Regions from separate parts of the Capra hircus genome. Here region 1 is linked to region 2. A link is a contact called in public Hi-C data. All regions are on one chromosome and are shown on one strand. Each heading gives the region's core, a stretch centred on a gene start, on an enhancer-like site or on the middle of the called end of the contact. The rest is flanking DNA. Distances are from core to core; before and after follow the strand shown. Region 1 overlaps RERE (arginine-glutamic acid dipeptide repeats protein). Region 2 overlaps RERE (arginine-glutamic acid dipeptide repeats protein).

The links. Hi-C and Micro-C count contacts between places; a contact is called where the count stands out from the background.
Region 1: a contact with region 2 is called in a Hi-C map of blood, with 7 times the contacts expected there. The contact joins two enhancer-like sites. A contact is called at or near these places in 3 of 5 Hi-C or Micro-C datasets (blood and liver).

The regions. Positions count from the first base shown.
Region 1 is chr16:43,407,413-43,412,713 of ARS1.2, reverse strand. It overlaps RERE (arginine-glutamic acid dipeptide repeats protein), which reads right to left. Exons shown (of 23, transcript XM_018060396.1): 5 at 16-121. Among named protein-coding and RNA genes, the nearest start is that of TRNAE-CUC, 40 kb to the left of the region's middle. Within about 2 kb of position 3,448, at least 2 of the 5 cell types and tissues checked have an H3K27ac peak or open chromatin away from gene starts, as enhancers often do.
Region 2 is chr16:43,252,644-43,257,494 of ARS1.2, reverse strand. The region is part of intron 1 of RERE (arginine-glutamic acid dipeptide repeats protein); the gene reads right to left. Among named protein-coding and RNA genes, the nearest start is that of RERE, 84 kb to the right of the region's middle. Within about 2 kb of position 2,249, at least 3 of the 5 cell types and tissues checked have an H3K27ac peak or open chromatin away from gene starts, as enhancers often do.

The sequences.
Region 1 (5,301 bases), core at 2,199-4,698, 150 kb before region 2:
GAAGGAGATATTTACCATTTTCATTATGTCGATCCTGAACCAAATGCTGGTACACAGAATCTGGGACTTCAGACTGACGGTAGTACCATTTGACGTTCATGAGTAGATGGTCCCTCTTACTCTGAAAAGGAAAATCTAACAGCATTAGGAACAGGACTGCAGGCGCCCACAGGCGCATACCATACCCATGATCAAAAGCCCCTGGGAACAGGCGGACAGGCAGAGGAGGGGACACATAATTACTACCAGCACCACAAAAATATGGACAAGTTAATCATGAGGTCAATTTTTACATTTTGAAAAATCCCAGCCAAAATACTCTTATGACTCTATCCCTCAAAGTAACTTATTTCAGGAAACAAAGGAAACCAAACCTGAATCTATACATTGCCCCAGTTTAATTAACTAATTCATTCAGTGTTATACTTTTTTAAATTTAACATTAACGATGTATGCAGTACTACATGAATACATAATTTTTCTACCTTAAGATTTAATTGTTAAAAAAAAAAGATTTAATTGTTTTGCAAATATTTATAAACTGTTTTCAGCACACTGTCAAAGCCATTAAGGGCAATAAATCAGAAAGAATTTACCAAGCAAGACCTAACAGATCTCTTCAAGGACTGCCAATCACCCAGACTGAATTATATCCTCCCTCCCTTTTTCTGTCATTTATTGCTCTATTGCAATGAACACAGCAAATCACTGGTGAGGAAGATACTATGAGTTCGTGGAGGGGAGATCATCTTGGGATGTCCTGAGAATAGAACACCTTAACACAAATATTTATGAATAAGGAAGAGTCTGATGGTTATCAGGGTCCTATAGATGTGTGTGGCATACTTAACCATATTATCCCTGAAAGTTAGCTTGTTTCTAGTTCATTCAAAGAGTAAAGGACCAAATACTGTCTCTTTCCATTTGAAGGCTGTGGAGAGCTTGAGGGGACCACCTCCGTGCTCCTGGCCGAGAAGCATCTCAGCATGGCAGTAAACTACGGCTTTCAGGGCCTCAGAAACACTTCTCCAACTGAGCTGAGGACAGTAATAGACCTCCCCAAGATGAGGGCAACACCAGTCCTCTCAGCAGCCTCTACCTTCTCATCCCAAGTTCACGGTCAGAAATGAATGAGAGCTAAAAAATTGAGAAATGCTTCATGTTTATAAAAGAGATGGCCAAAGCCTAAAGTAGGTTAGAGGAGCTTTCTCTAATGAAGTCAGATCCTTCAGGTTTAATAAATGAGAAGATATGAAGTCTTCACTAAAAGGCCAGGATGGCTCTTAACTATTTTTGCTAAAATACCTTAGCCATTTGAAGAACCAGAATGAAAAACGAAAACAACTGCCAGAAGTCTTGACTGAACTCAAATGTGAAGAACTGTTTCAAAGTAAATACCATACACACTAAGATTCTTACTTTCACAATTAACTGTGTCAAATACAGGGCATCATGACTAGTTTGAGTAGAACCGATTGCATACAAAGAATAATCCTACATAACGGGTACTTTTTAGTTTTTATCCATTTTGCACTTTTATATTCTATACTATTTATACTGCAGGTAGGAAAAGGAGGACAAATCAGTAGCCTGCATGAAAAGAATACATGTTACATATAGTATAGAAGTTTATATATAGACAGGAGTTTACAGACAGAAGCAATTACTTCCAGCAAGGGATTATGGAGGAAGCAACATCTGACCTGGGGGAAAATGGGAAACACTTCAGTGAATTTTTTTCTAGGCAAAGGAGAAGATCTAAGAAAGACACAAAGATAGAGAAAGCACAAGACACACACAAGATACATGCACGTGGTCCACCTGCCTGCAGCTCAGGAAAGCATTCTGTGGGACGCTGAGGAACCTGAATCTCACAGGAGCTTGGCCTTCAGCAGCTGCTAACAAATGGGGCCTTCTATCTGCACTGCTGACCAAGGCACAGTCAGTGAGATCAAAAACACTGGCCATGGGAGAGCAGTGGGACACGGCTGTGGCTTCTTCCCAAGGCAGGGCGATGAAGAGCAAGACCAAGACGAGAGCAGGCACCAGGGACAGAAGGAGACACGCCAGGGCAGGAGGGCTGAGCCTGGGCGGCAGTTCTCAGGGATAAACCCACTTAAGTAAACACACTGTTCCCTACAGGGTCTCTTGAGCTAGAACCATGGACACTGGACCCAGATGAGCCTGTTGCACAGCCTGCCCAGCACCCTGTTAGATGTGAGGCAGCATCCCTGGGCCTTCAGCCACTGCCAGCGGCACCCCTCCCTCCTCACTGTGACAACCACAATGTCTTCAAACACTGCCAAACTTCCCCTTCCCGTACAAAATACTCCCAGTTGAAAACCAATGGTCTAATGGTTTCCTTTTCAAGGAAAGCTAAAGCACAATGGTAAGACTAAACCCTGGTTCAAGCACTGCTGTGCTGGGAACATGGACTACAGGGAGGTGAAGGAATGTCTGTCAGGGTTCAAATCCCCACTCCATCACTTCCCTGTCACATGACTCTGAGCACATTACTAAGATTCTCTTCATCTACCCTTCTGTAAAACAGGATTATGGAAAACTACCTAAAAGGACACATACAAACACTGTAGCTGAACAGGTACCCAAAGAGCACTGTTTCCTCTGATAGTAAGTGACTCCAACTAATGCTTCACAGAAAACGTCAAGAACTTCACTAAGAATTGTCAGTGATGTCTTCTCTAGAATATGGATTCTTCCAGGAGATGACAGTGATGTCTATCTACCCACTCAGCTACTAACAGATGCTTCAACACTTACAGGAATGAATTACCTGATAGAGCACAAAGGAATTCAGATCAACCAGCGATTCTAGCAACACTATTCTAAAATTTATACTTTTATGTATTTCTGCAACACATCTAAGACGTATGAATACCAAAACCTGAAAAGATACCACAAAAAAAGAAAGTTACAGGCCAATATCTCTGACGAATATAGACACAAAAATTCTCAACAAAATATTAGCCAACCAAATCCAACAACACATAAGAAAGATCATACACCATGACCAAGTGTGATTCATCCCAGGTTCACAAGGATGGTTCAACAAACACAAATCAATCAATGTGACACAACCACATCAACAAAAGACAAAAACCACATGATCATCTCAAAAAATGCAGAAAAAACATGAGGTATTTGAAAATGTAAAGGTAACGGAGATAACTTTTTAAAAGTATTAACAATGGGCAATTAGACAATGCCTCTTTTTCAGAACCAAGCCAGTGATTCTGATGCTCTGAGGTATAATATGTGTTATCTTCTGAGCCAGACACACTTAATGACTCCACCCACACAGAATTACCACTCTGGTCTGTTTGCACTTGGATTTACTACTCCTATTATCAGCCTTTACAAAGGGAGCTGAAAGCCTACTAGATTTCCCAGTGCAATACTACCTGACAACCAGGGAGTGGCGGCATTGTGCTACCAAAGCCTCCAGACTCTGGATTCCACAGATGGACCGCAACAAAGGGAGGCAGGCTCAGCGTAAGACAGAAGTTCCCAATGGATGTAAATAGCTGTAATGGACACAATCTTCCTAAATAGGCTGGGAATCTGGTTGAAGATGAGACGTCTATAAAGGGAGGCACTGTGCTGCTTCAGAGACTCTAGACTAAAATCAGGTAACCTAGGATTTTGGTGCTGTCCACAGTCACTAGTCAGCTGGGGGTGACCTTGGTGAAGTCATCTGCCATCTGACAAGTGAGGGACAGAACAGGATGATTCCATGGTCTGGTTCCCCTATTCGCTTATGTGTAGACGACTTCTTCTACAGATGAAACCAAGTGGATAAAGTGGGACGAGGAAAGCACCCTCGTGCTTCCTCTGTATCACACAGTGGTGTTACCTAACACTACCATCCTCAGGAATCTTAGGAATTAAAACATCCTTTCCCACAGAAGCTGATGATGTGCACTGAGGAAGAGCAGAAGGGAGTAGAGAGCACAGGACTGGCTCCCTCAGCCGCCTCAGATCCATGGGTACTGCTCAACCAGAAATCTCCATCTTCTTTACCCTTTTCACTAGACTAAGACCTGCTCAAAATCACAATTAAAGGCAGGCATGAACTTGGAGATCATCTGATTCAACACAAACCACCTGGGTTTGACTCATGGCTTTGCAACTTACTGCGCTATGTGACTTAAGGCCAATTACTTCTCCAAAGCTCAGTTCTCTCACACATAAAATGAGGGAAAATAATAGTTTATAACTCATTAGGTTGTGAGAATTAAATAAATGAATATAAGTAGAGTGGATTGGCTGTCAATAAATGCTAGATATTACTATCACTGTTTTACAGATGAAGAGAGAAGTTAAATTAAGAGGCTGGTTATAAATTTTGCTTTTCACAGATCCAAAATTATGCTCCTAACAGCAATACAATAACACACCAAGTAGCAAATTAGGGGTAAAGTTCTTCACTTTTGCAACAATTCAAGAAGCATATCAAGTATTTCTAACAAATATGCCTCATCATTGACTCTGGAAGTCTGCATAACGGTCAAAGTGCTTATGAATGAGACATTTTAACACAATGCTGAATGAAGAAGGAAGCGGTGAAAAGCCCCCCAACTGAAGGTGTCCTGGGATATACTTCTGAACACAGAGAAGAAGCCACTGGGAAGGAAGTATTTCCACCAATTTTTCTTTAAGGAGAAAGAAATGTATTGACTGCTTCCAGGTGGTAGGAGGCACCAGCATGAAAACCACAAAACAGCAGCACATTCAATCTGCTTACAGTGAAGTCTCAGTGGCTCTGAGCAGGAAAGGAGACAGGCCGATTCTGGGTTGAATTATGGATCTGTCCACATACCTGGCCCGGATTTCTTGAAATGAGGGGTGCATGTAAATTTAAGGAGATAAAGAGTTTAACAAAAGACAAAACTCATCACCATGTGGGTTTAGAAAAGACAGCTCGACTGGAAGGTGTTTGAAGGAAACGGCAACCCACTCCAGTACTCTTGCCTGGAAAATCCCATGGACAGAGGAGCCTGGTAGGCTACAGTCCATGAGGTCGCAAAGAGTCAGACACGACTGAGCATCTTCTCTCTGTATAGGGAGGATTTCCAGATCTCTGCATGTCAGGCAATAGGTTTAGAATTAATGAATGTAAAAGTCAGAACTGAAATTAAACATTCCGAGTAAGATTACTGACAAACACTGGAGAAAAAGGCAGACACCAGACCAGAAGGCAAACAGGAAGTTCTGCTGAAGTGACACTGGTTCATTCTATTAACAGCACACAAGTAGCCCATCCTAAATGTAAATATATGT
Region 2 (4,851 bases), core at 1,000-3,499:
TAAATTAAAAATTAGCTGACATCACAATGATGCCAATGATGGTATTTATGAATAATGTTACACCTATGACTCACATATTTTCTGAATGGCAACTGTTAAGTCCAGCAGTATTTTATGTCCTTGGGGGACGTTAGTGAAGATAATTATATATACATACATAGGTGGCTCAGATGGTAAAGAATCCATCTGCAATGCAGGAGATCCAGGTTCAAGCATTGGGTCAGGAAGATCCCCTGGAGAAGGAAATGGCAACCCACTCCAGTATTCTTGCCCAGAGAATTCTATGGACAGAGGAGCCTGGAGGGCTACAGTCCATGGGGTCACAAACAGACAAGACTGAGCAACTAACACACAATGAGCTATGGGGTTAGGACTTGAACATGCTAATCTGGAATGGATGCAGTTCAACCTTTAACACTGGCCTTATACCTCTACCATTGCTCACCTGGCCCTGCATCTAACTTCCTCTCAACTAAGAAAGCTATCTTTCCATAAGTCAATCCTGATAATGTCCTTTTCCTGCTTAATCTTCACATTAGCTGTTTTTCATTCAAACTGTAAATAATGATGATGGCAATAATACAAGTATTTACTGAGTGCTAACCATGTGCCCAAGATTATTCTAAGTACGTTACATACATGACACTATTCCTAAACGATGAGTACTATCATTCTCTCCATTTTATAAATGAACAAACACAGCAAGAAAGGTATTAAATGACATCTGTTCAAGAAAGCCATGAAGTTGGTACATTTCAGAACCAGGATTAAACTTAGGCTCTGCACACCAAAATAAAAAGCTATCTAACAGGGAAATTCAATTTATTATCAGTCAATATAGGTTTCCCCTTTGATCTTTAGCTACCTCTCACAAACTATCCACAGTCCAATCCAATAAGAACTTTCACAAGAGGAAAAGGATGCTTAGAATGGATTGCTGATTCACACTAAGGCAGCCATCAAATTCTGAACACCCCACAAACATCAAATCAGCCAACTATTACCAAACTGAAGGAGGTCGAGGAGGAAGTAAGGGTGAGCAGGCACAAAAGGCTAAAACTGCAGGAGAATCCAGAGGAAGAAAATCTAAACACTCATACAGAATATACCCTCTAGTGAGAAATACGGATTAATAAACAAAGTGTGTTTCAGTGTCTGAAAGGGCTTTTACTAAGAGATGAGTAATTATATTGAATGGCTATGGTCCAACATAATAAATACAAATATAGGGGTTTTTTCCTCTTAACAGAGCATAGGGACAACCCCAGAAGTCATTCAAGAGAATTTTAAAAAGGAAGAATATAAACTCTGAAACAAAGAATATTTTTAGGTGCTAACCATTTTTTTTCCCTTGAATCTGTTATAAAATACTATCTGACAAGGTCTTTAAAGGGTTCACTGTTGATTAAACCATTTTCATGGCCTAATGAGTTTGAGCCCTATTAATTCAGGCTGTGCTGTGTACATTGATTTTTGTCATAGCAAGGATCAACAGCAGTAACAGATCTTCAAATTAACCAACTGCTCACAGTGTTAAGTGGGAAAAATGTCTGCTGTGAAATATGTAGTGTCCAAGCACTATGCAGTGCCAACAAAAGCCAACAAACAGGCTGTATTTTTAAGTTTAAGCAGAAGGAAAGCAATGCCTACCTGTAGAGACAACAGTTTGGTTTTTATTTCAGATTTAAAAACCGAAAACTCTAATGCTAAGAAAGGATAAAAATTAGAGACAACCTACTTTTGAGCTCTGAATCACCATCACTAGATTGCACAAATCAGGCAGGGACAGAACACAGTAAGATCGAAACCACAAGCTAAAACAGCCTGGAAGGCAGTTCTTTCCCTTAAATGAAACCTTCATATCAAACAAATCTATACAGTTCCTGTGTATGCTAGTCTTTTGACAATGTTTAAGTGAAGTTTTATTCCACAGCTCGTCACAATTTTCCACATTTAATATGTGAAGGAGAAAACCACCTTTAATCTTCTATTATAACTAAACCCAAATGCTGAAGTTACCACTAAGAATTACACCATTTATATCTCCTCTCATATTAAGAAATGTATTTATTTTTTATGTATTTATTTTTGGCTGTGCTGGGTCTTTGTTGTGTGGGCTTTACTCTAATTGCAGTGCATGGGCTTCTCCTGTTTAGAGCATAGGCTCTAGAGCACAAGGGCTTCAGCAGTTGCAGCCCCCAGGCTCCAGAGCACAGGCTGAACAGTTGTGGCGCACAGGGCTTAGCTGCTCTGTGGCATGTGAGGTATTCCTGGACCAGGAATCAAATTCATGCCCTCTGCGCTGGCAGATGGATTCTTTACCACTGAGCCACCAGGAAGTCCCATTTATTTTATTTTTGATGGTAACAAAAGCAACCCTGGATATCTGCATGAAATTAAGCAACCAGTTCTGTGTGCCTCCTTCTTTGGGTTCTTCTTTGCTTCTCAGGGAGTCAGCAAAACATGGGTCAAGGGTCAAACAGCCTACCGTCTGCTTTTGTACAGCCCATAAATGAAAGAAAGGTTTCCATAATAATAAACAGTGGGGGGGGACCCCAAATAAAAAAAAGAACATTCCATAGCACATGAAAATTGTGTAAAATCCGATTTCAGTGTCCATAAGTAAAGGTTTACTGGAAACAGTCACATCCGTTCACTTGCATACTGTCTGAATGCTTTTGTGCTACGAAGGCAAGGCTGAATAGCTGCAACTCGACTACATGGCCCACAAAGCACAAGATATTTATCATCTGGCCCTCTTCAGAAAAAGCTTGCCCACCCCTGTTCTAGCTCCTGCCAGAGATTCACGGAACATGTTACTATAGAAAAGTGGACAGTAACATGGTCAAAAGGTGTGTGATTATTGAAAGGACACTTGGATGGGCAGATCCGGACCTGGAAAATAAATTCTTGCTGGCACTGACCAGCTGATATCTCCATTTCATGAAATATCCCAGATCTGAGGTTGCCATATAACCATAACATGTGATTCTCTTAAGTAATAACCAAAGGTGTGTATCCATGTAAAACAAGACAATTCAAGACATTTTACAATCAGACTTGAGAAATCTTTTCTCCTGAGCGAAAGGAGCTACTGCCATCAAAAAGAACAAATACAAAATCAACAAAATGGAGAAGTGATATGGAGAAATGGGTAAACTCAAGAAACCAAAACAATGGATTGAATGAAGTCAGGGGAAAACAATAAATAAAATTTATTCCAAAGGCTGGGGTGAGTTATTCTGCACAGGAAAGTTTTCAAAAGTGTGAGTAATAAATTGAGTGCATATATTGAATAGAATATATATGTTGAATGGAATAAACTTAAAATGTATTTTATAAGGAAAATTTCTCATATATATTTCAAAATAGGAGACTTTGACAAATTACATTAAAAAAATAATAAACTGAGTAATACTATCTACACCAAAGTAATAGTCTGTTAACTTGCTAGAATAAAACCAAAAAAATTAATGTCTGTTAATTTCAAATTTTGAGAATTAAGCAGATGTGTCTTGAATCCTTTGTAAAATCAAGGATTTAGTTGCTTTCTCTACATATTAAAGCTTCTATTTCTAGATACAGTGTAAACAAATATTCAACCTCAAACCTTCTCCCCCAAGGAACATTCTTTGTAACTTCATATAATTTTTTTAAAAAAGCTCTTTGGTTTACCTATATACCATAGAAATTCTTAGAAAATTTTTAAATACCAATTTCAGGTAAAAGCTTTGATGTGTTATATATTTTATATACATGAAGAGTATATTATTCTCCATGATTAATATGGAAGAAAGATGCATTCAGGTGACAATACAGGTGAAGCTACTACCCAGTACCAGTAATCAAATCTAATACACAGTACTCACGCCTATTTTCCTATTTTCCAAATGTGTTTCAGTTTCAACATTACTGAAAATGTGGGGGACACTGTCATTTAAATAATTTTTGATCTGTTTCTTTAAGAACTAGGTAAAAATAAAGGTTCTTCCAAAACTGAAGTAAAGAGCAATGGGGAGATAAATAACTAGACAAAAAGAAAATACTCTGGCATATTAACACATACATATGGAACCTAGAAAAATGGTACTGATGAGCTTATTTGCAGGGTAGCAACACAAAAATAGAAAACAGATTGGTAAACACAGTGGGGAGAAGGAGAGAGTAGGATGAACTGAGAGAGTAGTACTGAAACATAAACATCACCATATGTATTAATATAATAGATGGCCGGTGGGTATTTGCTGAATGACGCAGGGAGCTCAAATGAATGCCCCATAATAACCTGAGGGGTGGGATGGGGTCGGAAGGAGGTTCAAGAGGGAGGGCACATATGTATACCCAGAGCTGATTCATGTTGATGTATGGCAGAGACCAACACAACATTATTAAGCAATTATCTTCCAATTAAAAATAAATTAGTTGTGGGGAGGGAGGTGGGAGGGGGGTTCATGTTTGGGAACGCATGTAAGAATTAAAGATTTTAAAATTTAAAAAAAAAATAAAATAAAATAAATTAGTTTTTTTTAAAAAGACGATACTTCAGTTAGTATCTATAAACCAATCTGAAAAAATACTAGAAAAAGAATCCCCATAATGGTATGTTTCTTAAATTTGCAGTATTTGAGCTTACAGAAGGTCTTTCACCCAAGAATTTCAAAGTGCTCTAGCAAACACATTCATTTCAATCATGAATGGAAAACCTGAATTATCCTAGATCAGATAAAGAAAATGAAAACCTTAAAAAAAAAAAACACTACACTTTTAAGGTCATTCTAATTAGGTCAAAATTAAAAGTTCAAAATTCCAAATGTACATCTGTCACACTTAACCACTAAATATACTAATTTC